Linked DNA regions of Mus musculus: all the other regions are linked to region 2. The links are chromatin contacts, called in public promoter capture Hi-C maps. All regions are on one chromosome and are shown on one strand. Each heading gives the region's core, a stretch centred on a gene start, on an enhancer-like site or on the middle of the called end of the contact. The rest is flanking DNA. Distances are from core to core; before and after follow the strand shown. Region 1 holds the start of Gata5 (GATA binding protein 5). Region 2 holds the start of Col20a1 (collagen, type XX, alpha 1). Region 3 holds the start of Slco4a1 (solute carrier organic anion transporter family, member 4a1).

Region 1 (3,057 bases), core at 353-2,852, 650 kb after region 2:
ATTCCGTCCCCAGCAAGTGATTCCCCTCACTTTTCATCCTGGACTTGGTGGAGTACATGGGGAAATCTTCCCATTTCATTTAAACATAATCAGGAGGAAGCTGGAGTGCCGTGCTGCCCACTGGTCAATGCCAACTGCACCCAGCAGTCTCCCAAGATGGGCACCTGGACGTCCTTCCTGCTCCAAGACGCTTTGCAAAGAGGAAGACCTGCACAATGGAAGCCTAAAGAGTTCCGAGGAAAAGGGATGCCAAGACTGGAGACCCAAGTATTGCGCATCCCACAGAAAGGAGAACCATGAAGTCAGTGCTGGAAGCATCAACCAAGAGCCCTGACTCAGCCCCCACCTCAAGGAGGGAGGAAAAGGGGAGGCCAGGAGAATGCAGTGGGAGGTAATTTGAAGCAGGAAGCACTGGCAAGCTCCCCTTCCCACGACTACCCGAAGTCAGCTTCTGCTCTGCACCTCCATGGCTCAGATTCTGGGGCCTGTGTCAGGACAGTCTGTACCATCCCCAGGCCCAGGGTGCCCCCCTCACTTCCACTTGTGACTCACAACTAGATCTCCACACGCTGAAGAGAGCAGGTTGCGTGGACACCAGTGTGCAGGCAATGTTCACTCCTTTCTGACTAATAAACTAATCCCGCGCTGAGCGGCAGAAACACTGGACACTGACTTCAAGGTTAGTAGGTGTATTTCCCTTATCTCAGGAGCTCCTGCCTCACCCACGTATCTGTCTGCAGCACCCGGGGGGGCCAGCATGAGAAAGTGAGAAACATTCGCTGCCATCTTCGAGCCCTCCGGGGTTGCTGCACCTTCTGGCCACTCTTCATCTGGAACTCCTAGTAAGGTAAGCCGGAGGACATAAGTCACAACAAAACTGAGCTAGGTGCTCTATCATCAGTCTCTTGCTGAAAGAGACTCTTGCCAAGTTCCTCAGCCTGTGAAAGCCGCGGGACTTGGAGTCTAACAGTCTTCAATTGTGGCCTTAGGACTCTACTCAGAGTTCGCTGGCGCTGGTCAAACAGCGAGTGGTCCTCCTTGTTCAAAAACTCAGTACTGTGGGGTTCCTGGTGGACTTCGAGTCATTGCTGATGAACAAAATACCCAGTGAGAGAATAGCAGCCTGAGCCCTGCGGTTGCCATTGAAGCTAGATTCCCACGTAGGTTCGGGCGTATAGGGGGAATCAATCGCAAGCCAACTTGGCTCCAGCACCTTGTGTCCCTAGATTCAGAAGGGCCTCAGCCACAGGACACTAAACCAGCTTTGGGCGGGAGCTCGGAATAGACGTGGGGCGAGGACTGGCACCCGTGACCGTAGCAACAAAGTTCTAGACGGTTCAGAGCTGCTGCTGTCCCAGGAGTGCTCGCGCTCAGCCTCCTCCCACCCCCTGTTTGTTCGGGCTCAGCCGAGGGTACGCGGGCGAGCTGTGGTCTCAAAGCCGGACAGCAGAGCCTGTTCGGGTCACGTGGCCCCGCGGCTGGAGCCCCGGCGCTGACCCTGAGCGGAGGGAGGGACCGACTAGAAGAGAGAAGGGGCGGCACGGCGGGGGCGGGGCAGCCCAAGTTCCCGGGATTCCCTACAGAGCGGCTCTGTGGAGACCCAGTCTACAACCCACCGGTCACCCTCCCTGGGCCAACGCCGCGCCTTCCTGTGAGGGCTTTGGCTGGCGATCTCTGCGCAAGGCAAGGACCTCGTTCCTAGGGTCCTGCGCCTCATCTAACCCTGTCATTCCACCCAGAGGAGCCCGGGACCTGCCCTGGTGAACCGACTCAAAAAAGTGGAGTGCCCAAGCGGAGCAGCAGCACCTGCCCCGGGCGAGCGCAAGAGCTGATGGAGGGGGCCCAGTGATCCTGCCCTAGACGTCTGCCCGTCTTTCTTCTCTGCAGGTCAAGCTCGCGCGGGGAAAAAAAATGTACCAAAGCTTGGCGTTAGCCCAGAGCCCCGGCCAGGGCACTTACGCCGACTCCGGAGCCTTTCTGCACTCTTCGGGAACCGGCTCCCCGGTGTTCGTGGCACCCACTCGCATGCCCTCCATGCTGCCGTACCTGCCTTCGTGTGAGCCGGGCTCGCAGGCTCCCGCGCTCGCCGCGCACTCCAGCTGGACACAAGCAGTTGCCGCTGATTCCTCAGCCTTCGGCTCCGGAAGCCCGCACCCGCCAGCCGCACACCCACCGGGAGCCACCACCTTCCCGTTCGCTCACAGCCCTCCGGGGTCGGGCAGCGGCGGCAGCGCGGGGGTCCGGGACGGCGGCGCCTTCCAGGGCGCGCTGCTGGCTCGCGAACAGTACCCGACCCCGCTCGGGAGACCCATGGGCGCCTCGTACCCCACAACCTACCCAGCATACATGAGTTCCGACGTAGCCCCTTCGTGGACCTCCGGAGCCTTCGACAGCAGCATCCTGCACGGTCTGCAAGCTCGCCCTGGTGGCCTCCCTGGCCGCAGGACCAGCTTCGGTGAGTACCGGGCTGGGGCTGCCCGGTGGACCTGGCTCTAAAACTAAGGCGCGCAGCAATAAACCCGCGCGCTACGAAATGCAAAAATCCGAGATGCGTTCTTCTGCAGTCAGGGCTTTTCTGCCTAGTCCGACCACGCAGATTCCCGCCTAGAATTGCTAGGACACAGGAAACTTCATGAAACACAATACGATGAAAAACGCTCGATACAGAATTCTTTTCTCAGCACAATAGCAAGAAAATAATATATTTCTGCTTTTCACCCGACCAACCCCCCCCCCCCAAAAAAAAAGCATTCTGGGTTATGTCGATTTGGAACCTACATTTAAAAAGTTTTCACGGGAAGTTTTGGAAAGTATTTTTTGGTTTTAAGACAACCTAGTTCCAAACTTAACAGCAAACCTCCTGCTTCAGCCTTCCAAAGTGCTGAGTTTACAGGCATGAGCGGAGCTGAAAATGAATTTTATAAAGCTTAAAACAGCGATTATTTGATAAAGTCACCACAGCCATCTTGTTCTGCAACGTTCCATCTTAAGAGTTCCATACCTCACAGGAACATAGGTTAGATTGGATTCCAAGACTGTTGATCGTGGAATCATTTG
Region 2 (2,796 bases), core at 282-2,781:
CCCATGGTCAATGGGGGGGCGGAGGGACCATAGGGCCTGTGCTGACCCCCCAAGAAGCTTCCGGACTCTGTTGCAGAAGCTATTTTTGGAAAATGGGGACAGAGGCCTCTTCTAGACTCCTCACCATGTGCTGGGGCACAGAGAGATAGGCAAAGACTGAGAGTGCCTGGGATAGACACAATGACCCATTCAGAATGAACTCTTTCCGGATGGGCTCGGCCGCTCTGACCGTGACCTATTGAAAGGCAGGAATGTGTCAGGATGAGGTGGGGGTTCTGAAAGGCCAGCTGTGAGCATGGGTCCCCACTCTTGCCCATAAAGAGCCTTCTGTTTTTTTTCCCCCTCAGTGTGTTAGGAGCTTTTAGAACTATCTCAGACAGTACAGGCACATGTTCCCCTCCCTAACCTCAGCTCACCTCTCAGCTGGTCTCTGAGGCCCCAGCCCATCCCAGCCATGCATGGGCAGCCTGTCATGCTGAGACCTGAGCTGGGGGAACAGGATTTGTGGGTCTTACAGAATCACTCTAAGTTGTTCATACAGCAAAGCCTTCCTTCCAATTGAAACCTCAGCCTATGAGCCCCACCTTGGGGTTCCACTGTCTGAACAAAGGGAGCTGAAGGACTCTGTCATGTGGAAGTCACCCCCTTGGATAAGAGGACAGGCTGGGAAATGAAGTCTGATGGGTTCCAGGCAAACACTGAGTTGGAACCACCAACAGTGCTGTGGATAGTAGTGGTAGGAAGATATGTTTTTAACTTGGATGAGAAACAGATCCAGACCAGTCAGGTATCATGAGGAATATACTATATTGTTCCTGGGAGCTAGATGTAGTCATGAGTGTGAAGGCTATGGGCACACAGAAACATGCCTTCCAGGGACCCACCTGAGCCAGCAGCTCCACAGGAAGGAGTCTGCAACACAGATCCTCCCCAAGTCCTGTGCACATCCCTTGGAGGTCATAGAAATACTACGAGAGACTTTCCCAGGGGGAGCCTGCCTGGAATAGCCAAATAGGAAGGGACCAGATGGAAACTCTTGCCCCAAGACATGTACAGAGAAGAGAGATAAACTACCCTTCTAAGACAGAGTAGGAAGGCTTTTTTCCTTGGGAGTGAAGAGGCAGGAATATTGATCTCTATTAAGCCATGTGTGTAGTATATGAAACCAGATTGAAAATTTTACAGAATAACTATGCAAGGCATAGATAAAGGATCAAATTTGGAGAATGCCAGTAATCTTGAAATAACTTAGGCAAAAAAAGCCTCCCTAAGCAAGGCTGAAGTACCACAAGGTCAAGGCAAGAGGGAGGGTTCTCTTCTCTGCTCTACCAGCTTGCCTGTTGCTAGAACAGCTCTCAGGCTGGCATTTACTACAGGAAAATGCCTGTGATGGCAAGTCAGAGGCTTGTAGCAGAGTTCCTCTTGCAGGCAGTGGGGGCATTGCCTCCTTACCTTGTCCCTGCCCCAGTGCCAACGTGGTGCCCAAGAACATCCAGAGGCAGAAGTGTTGGTAGGAGCCTTGGAGGCTCATACTGCACAGCCTGTGGGAGGAGAGGTCAAAGCCCTTCACCACTTAAGGAACTGTCTTACCCGCCTCCCTGACAAGAAAGCTTGTTCTGCATCCATTCCCATGGACCAGCAGGATGTCCCTACAGACATAAGTGAAGCCCAGAGGCCTACAACTTGTCATTATGGAGATGTTGATGAAGACTGAAGCCATACTAAGGCATCCCACTGAACAAAGGACCCTCAGCTACAAAATCTCCTAGTGTGCTCAAGTACCCTCTGCAGGGAGCCAATTCTCCCTGAATGGGGGAGCACTGCCCATGCCCCTTCTGGTATTCACACCCACAATCGATAGACACAGTGGGGATCACCAGAGTAACAAAACCGTGAGGCCCCAGCAGCCCCACATGGTGTCTGAGATTGGTTTGGATAGATTCATACCATCAAGGTCATCACATTCGGTGGCTTGCTCTCAAGCAGAAGGGACATGTGAGGCCAAATTCTGATTATAGCAGAAGTAGGCACAGTAGGGATGAAAAGTATTGGGGAACCCTTGAGTCCTCTCTGAAGTTGGGAGATAATGCTTGAAAGAGAGGCCAATAGGGTAGAGTCCACCACCTCAGGGTAGCACTTTGGAGGTGGGAACACAAGCATGACCCAGCCTGGAATTCGTGAGCCCGAGGAACCCAGGATCCCCACCCCAGCCCTGAACAAAGCACCTGCATTTCCTGTATACTCAAGGTTACCTCTGCAGAGAAGCCAGCTCTGTGAGCAGAGCCAAGGCCAGTAGGAAGGCTACAGGCTGATACACCCTAGAACAGTAGTTAACCTGGGAGTTGTGACCCCTTTGTGTGTGTTGGGGTAGGGGAAGGGACATCTAATGACCCTTTCATAGGGATTACCAAAGATTATTGGAAAACACAGATTTTTACATTATGATTCATAATAGTAGTAAAACCATAGTTATGAGGTAGCAACAAAAATAATTTCATGATTGAGGGTCACCACAACATGCGGAACTTTTTAAAGGGCCACAGCATTAGGAAAATTGAGGACCACTGCTCTAGAGTGTATATATGCACCCATCCAGAAGATTTAAACTAAGGTGTCAGTGCTATGGACCACTGCTCCATCTGCCTATGAAGTGCCACAGAAATGGCCCTGCCTTCTGGACTCACTCTGAAGCCAGACCCCTCCCTACTTCATGGCCAGGGTGGTCACAGCTGATGGACATAAGTTCCCCTCTGCTGCCCACCAGCCCTTTTTGTATGTCCTTAGTTCCAAGTGTCT
Region 3 (2,720 bases), core at 65-2,564, 530 kb after region 2:
ACATCCCGGTGCCCCAGGCTGCTCCTCTGTGCAAGGGGACTTTAAAATGCTGCCTGGGACTGCTCTTATCCAAAGCCCTCTCCAAGCCAGCAAATGCCAGGCTCAGCAAACAGCGCCTGCTGTCCCCATTACCACAGCTAAGATTTATAAATAATTCGGCTAAACACCAGGTGTTCTCTTCCCTGCCGTCCACCTGCCCCAAGCTGCTTTAACAACAGCTGACTAGACAGCTACCTTGGTTTACTAAACTACAAAACAAAACAAAACAAAACAAACAAACAAACAAAAAACACTGCCCTGAAGTTGGGATAGTTCCATCACAAATGGGCAGTTTCAACACCTTGGGACAGAAACACCCCAAGGCCATGTCTGGGGGAGGCCAGCAATCCTCATCACGCTAAACTCAAGCCACTGCGCCTGGGGCCCCAAGCTATAAGGTGCGACTATGTGTCTCTATCTCATTTTTCCTACAGATGCTCACCTCTCCTGTGAAGGAGGTACCCTGCCTTGAGTTCCCGGGTTTGGAGCTAAGCGTGCCAATCAGGCAGCAAAGCGACCCGAACTCTCGTTGGCGTACACACGCGTCCGGGGGCATCGGAGAGCTGCGTGAAGGTACCGGGCCTCAGGGACCCGGGCATCCGCGCTCCTCGTAGGGACAAAGCCCGCCACTAGTGAGCAACTTCCGTGCTCCACGTTTCCCTCGGTCTTAGCAACAACCACCACAGCCACTGGATCTGTCGCTGAACAGACCCGCAGAGGCTCGCACCTGCGTATACTAGCAAACCTTTAACCTGGGCCGACAGCTCTAGCGGTCCCCCCCCCCCCCTCACGCTTTCCTGCGCCCCAAGTCCACTCCCATCTTCCCTCTCGCTCTAGCGCAGCGGCTCTGCCTTCCCCCACCCCACTGCAGACTTGCAGCTTCCCTCATGTGCAGTGAGAAGGGGTGAATTCTGCATCCGGCTCCCTTGAGCCCACTCTGTCCCCGCATTGGTTCCCCGGGATGTGTCTTCAGACAACGCACCCGGGGCTCCGCCGCGCTTTAGTCCAGCCTCCGCAAACACCTGCCGCGCTCCTGACGTCAGCAGGTCGGAGTCTGGCATACCTAGGAGGCATCTAGTACGGAGCCAGACCCTGTCCCCATCCTGGTCCGAGACCTCAAAGCAGTCCAGATCCCAGAGCACTCACCTTCCCACGAACCCGGCTGCCGCGCTGCGCCCTGCGCTCTGGACTACGCGCGCAGCCCACTCCCGCTTCATTCATCGCCCAAGCCGCTCCCGCAGGGATGGGGGTAGTGGCCTCACCACCGCCACCAATGGCAGCGAGGCTCGGGCGGGCCGGGGCCAGAGGTGACAGTAGCGAGGGCGCGCCGGGGCGGGGCCGAGCGGAGGGGCGGAACTTGGGCGGGTCAGGGACAGCACAGAGAGCGGGACTTAGCTAGTGCTTTGCACGCGGTGATTTCTTTCTGTTGGGGGACACTCTGGAGGTTGCAGGCTAGGAAAATATGGCTCAAGTCTCACTGCGTCGTAGATGCCACCTGCTCAAGCGTGGAACCGAGGCGTTGGAGGGCGCGAGTAGCGATCCCCTCAGGCGTGGGGTACAGCTCCAGCCCGGCAAAGGGATCTCTCCACTCTCTGCTCAGGTCAACCAGTGAGTTCAGTGCAACGGGGCGCTGGGCCAAACCACACCCTCACCGGAGGAGCCCACAGGGTTCCAGTTCCGGGTACTCTTGACCTGAGATGGAGAGAGAATATACCAGTCACCTTCAAATTGAGGCGTTCTCTGCTGTGCGACCTTGAACATATTTCTGAACCCCTCTGGGCCAGTTTTCGCATCTGTAAAACTAAGATAATTAGCCATACGAGTGTGATGGCTACTGCTTGTAAGCCTGTGGGTATTCGGAAGGCTGGGGCAGAAGAAGGGTCCCACTTTCATAGTTCTAGGCCAGCCTGGGCTACAAAAGAAACCCAGTCTCAGAAAATCAAGCAAACAACCTTTTTTATTTTTTATTTTTCTTTTTTTTTTTAATTTTATGATTCCAACACATCACTGAAGGAAATGGAAAACAGTAGCTGGTCTGAATTTAGCCAAGTAACAGCCGACAGCCACTAGCCATTAACATCATACCACTGACAATCAACAGCCGATGGCAGAAACTCTCCATATATGTCTCCCTTTGGGGTGTATTACATTTAATTGAAAATACATGTGAGCCAGGTGTGGCGATGTTCACCGATAATCCTATACATACATGGGGCTGATGCAGGAGAATCTTTAGTGGGAGAGCCACACTGGGCTACCTAATAAAATCCTGTCTGGATTTAAAAATAAAAATAAAACAAAACAAAACCAAGAACAACAACCAAAGCAAAACAATAGAAACAAAATAACCTTCCCCAACTCTCCAAGGCATCCAGAGTTTATAATCTGGACAGGGGAAGTAAAGGCAGAAGGAATCAGAGTCTGTGATCAGCTTGGGCTACACAAAAGTAAAGTTAGTGTGGACCCTGCTGTCAGCTCATGAGGACATCACTAGTCACAGGGTGCCTGGGGACAGACCCTCCATGCAGCCTCGGGAGCTAAGGCAGGGCTCTTCCTTTATGTCTAGAGAAGAGACTGGCTGCTGAGCTTAGTTCTTCCAGCCTGACTTGTTATTTATCAGCATGTCTTCCCGGAGTGGGTGTGGCCGGAACCTACTCATGTTCTATCCTGGGAACCTCTGG

Evidence for each region. Promoter capture Hi-C pulls out the DNA fragments that hold promoters and counts their contacts.
Region 1: a contact with region 2 is called in a promoter capture Hi-C map of embryonic stem cells, with 2.4 times the contacts expected there. The contact joins the promoter of Gata5 here to the promoter of Col20a1 in region 2. A contact is called at or near these places in 6 of 39 promoter capture datasets (embryonic stem cells, erythroid cells, liver and 3 more).
Region 3: a promoter capture Hi-C map of embryonic stem cells shows a contact between it and region 2, with 2.5 times the contacts expected there. The contact joins the promoter of Slco4a1 here to the promoter of Col20a1 in region 2. A contact is called at or near these places in 3 of 39 promoter capture datasets (embryonic stem cells and pre-B cells) and 1 of 9 other capture datasets (liver).

Annotation. Positions count from the first base shown.
Region 1 is chr2:180,333,224-180,336,280 of GRCm38.p6, reverse strand. Gata5 (GATA binding protein 5) reads left to right here and starts at 1,602. Exons shown (of 6, transcript NM_008093.2): 1 at 1,602-2,455. The coding sequence starts at 1,912. Gata5os (GATA binding protein 5, opposite strand) reads right to left here. Exons shown (of 5, transcript NR_045877.1): 2 at 2,338-2,613; 3 at 1,960-2,099.
Region 2 is chr2:180,985,270-180,988,065 of GRCm38.p6, reverse strand. It overlaps Col20a1 (collagen, type XX, alpha 1), which reads right to left and starts at 1,531. Exons shown (of 36, transcript NM_028518.1): 1 at 1,453-1,531. The coding sequence starts at 1,531.
Region 3 is chr2:180,454,839-180,457,558 of GRCm38.p6, reverse strand. It overlaps Slco4a1 (solute carrier organic anion transporter family, member 4a1), which reads right to left and starts at 1,314. Exons shown (of 12, transcript NM_001355218.1): 1 at 1,186-1,314.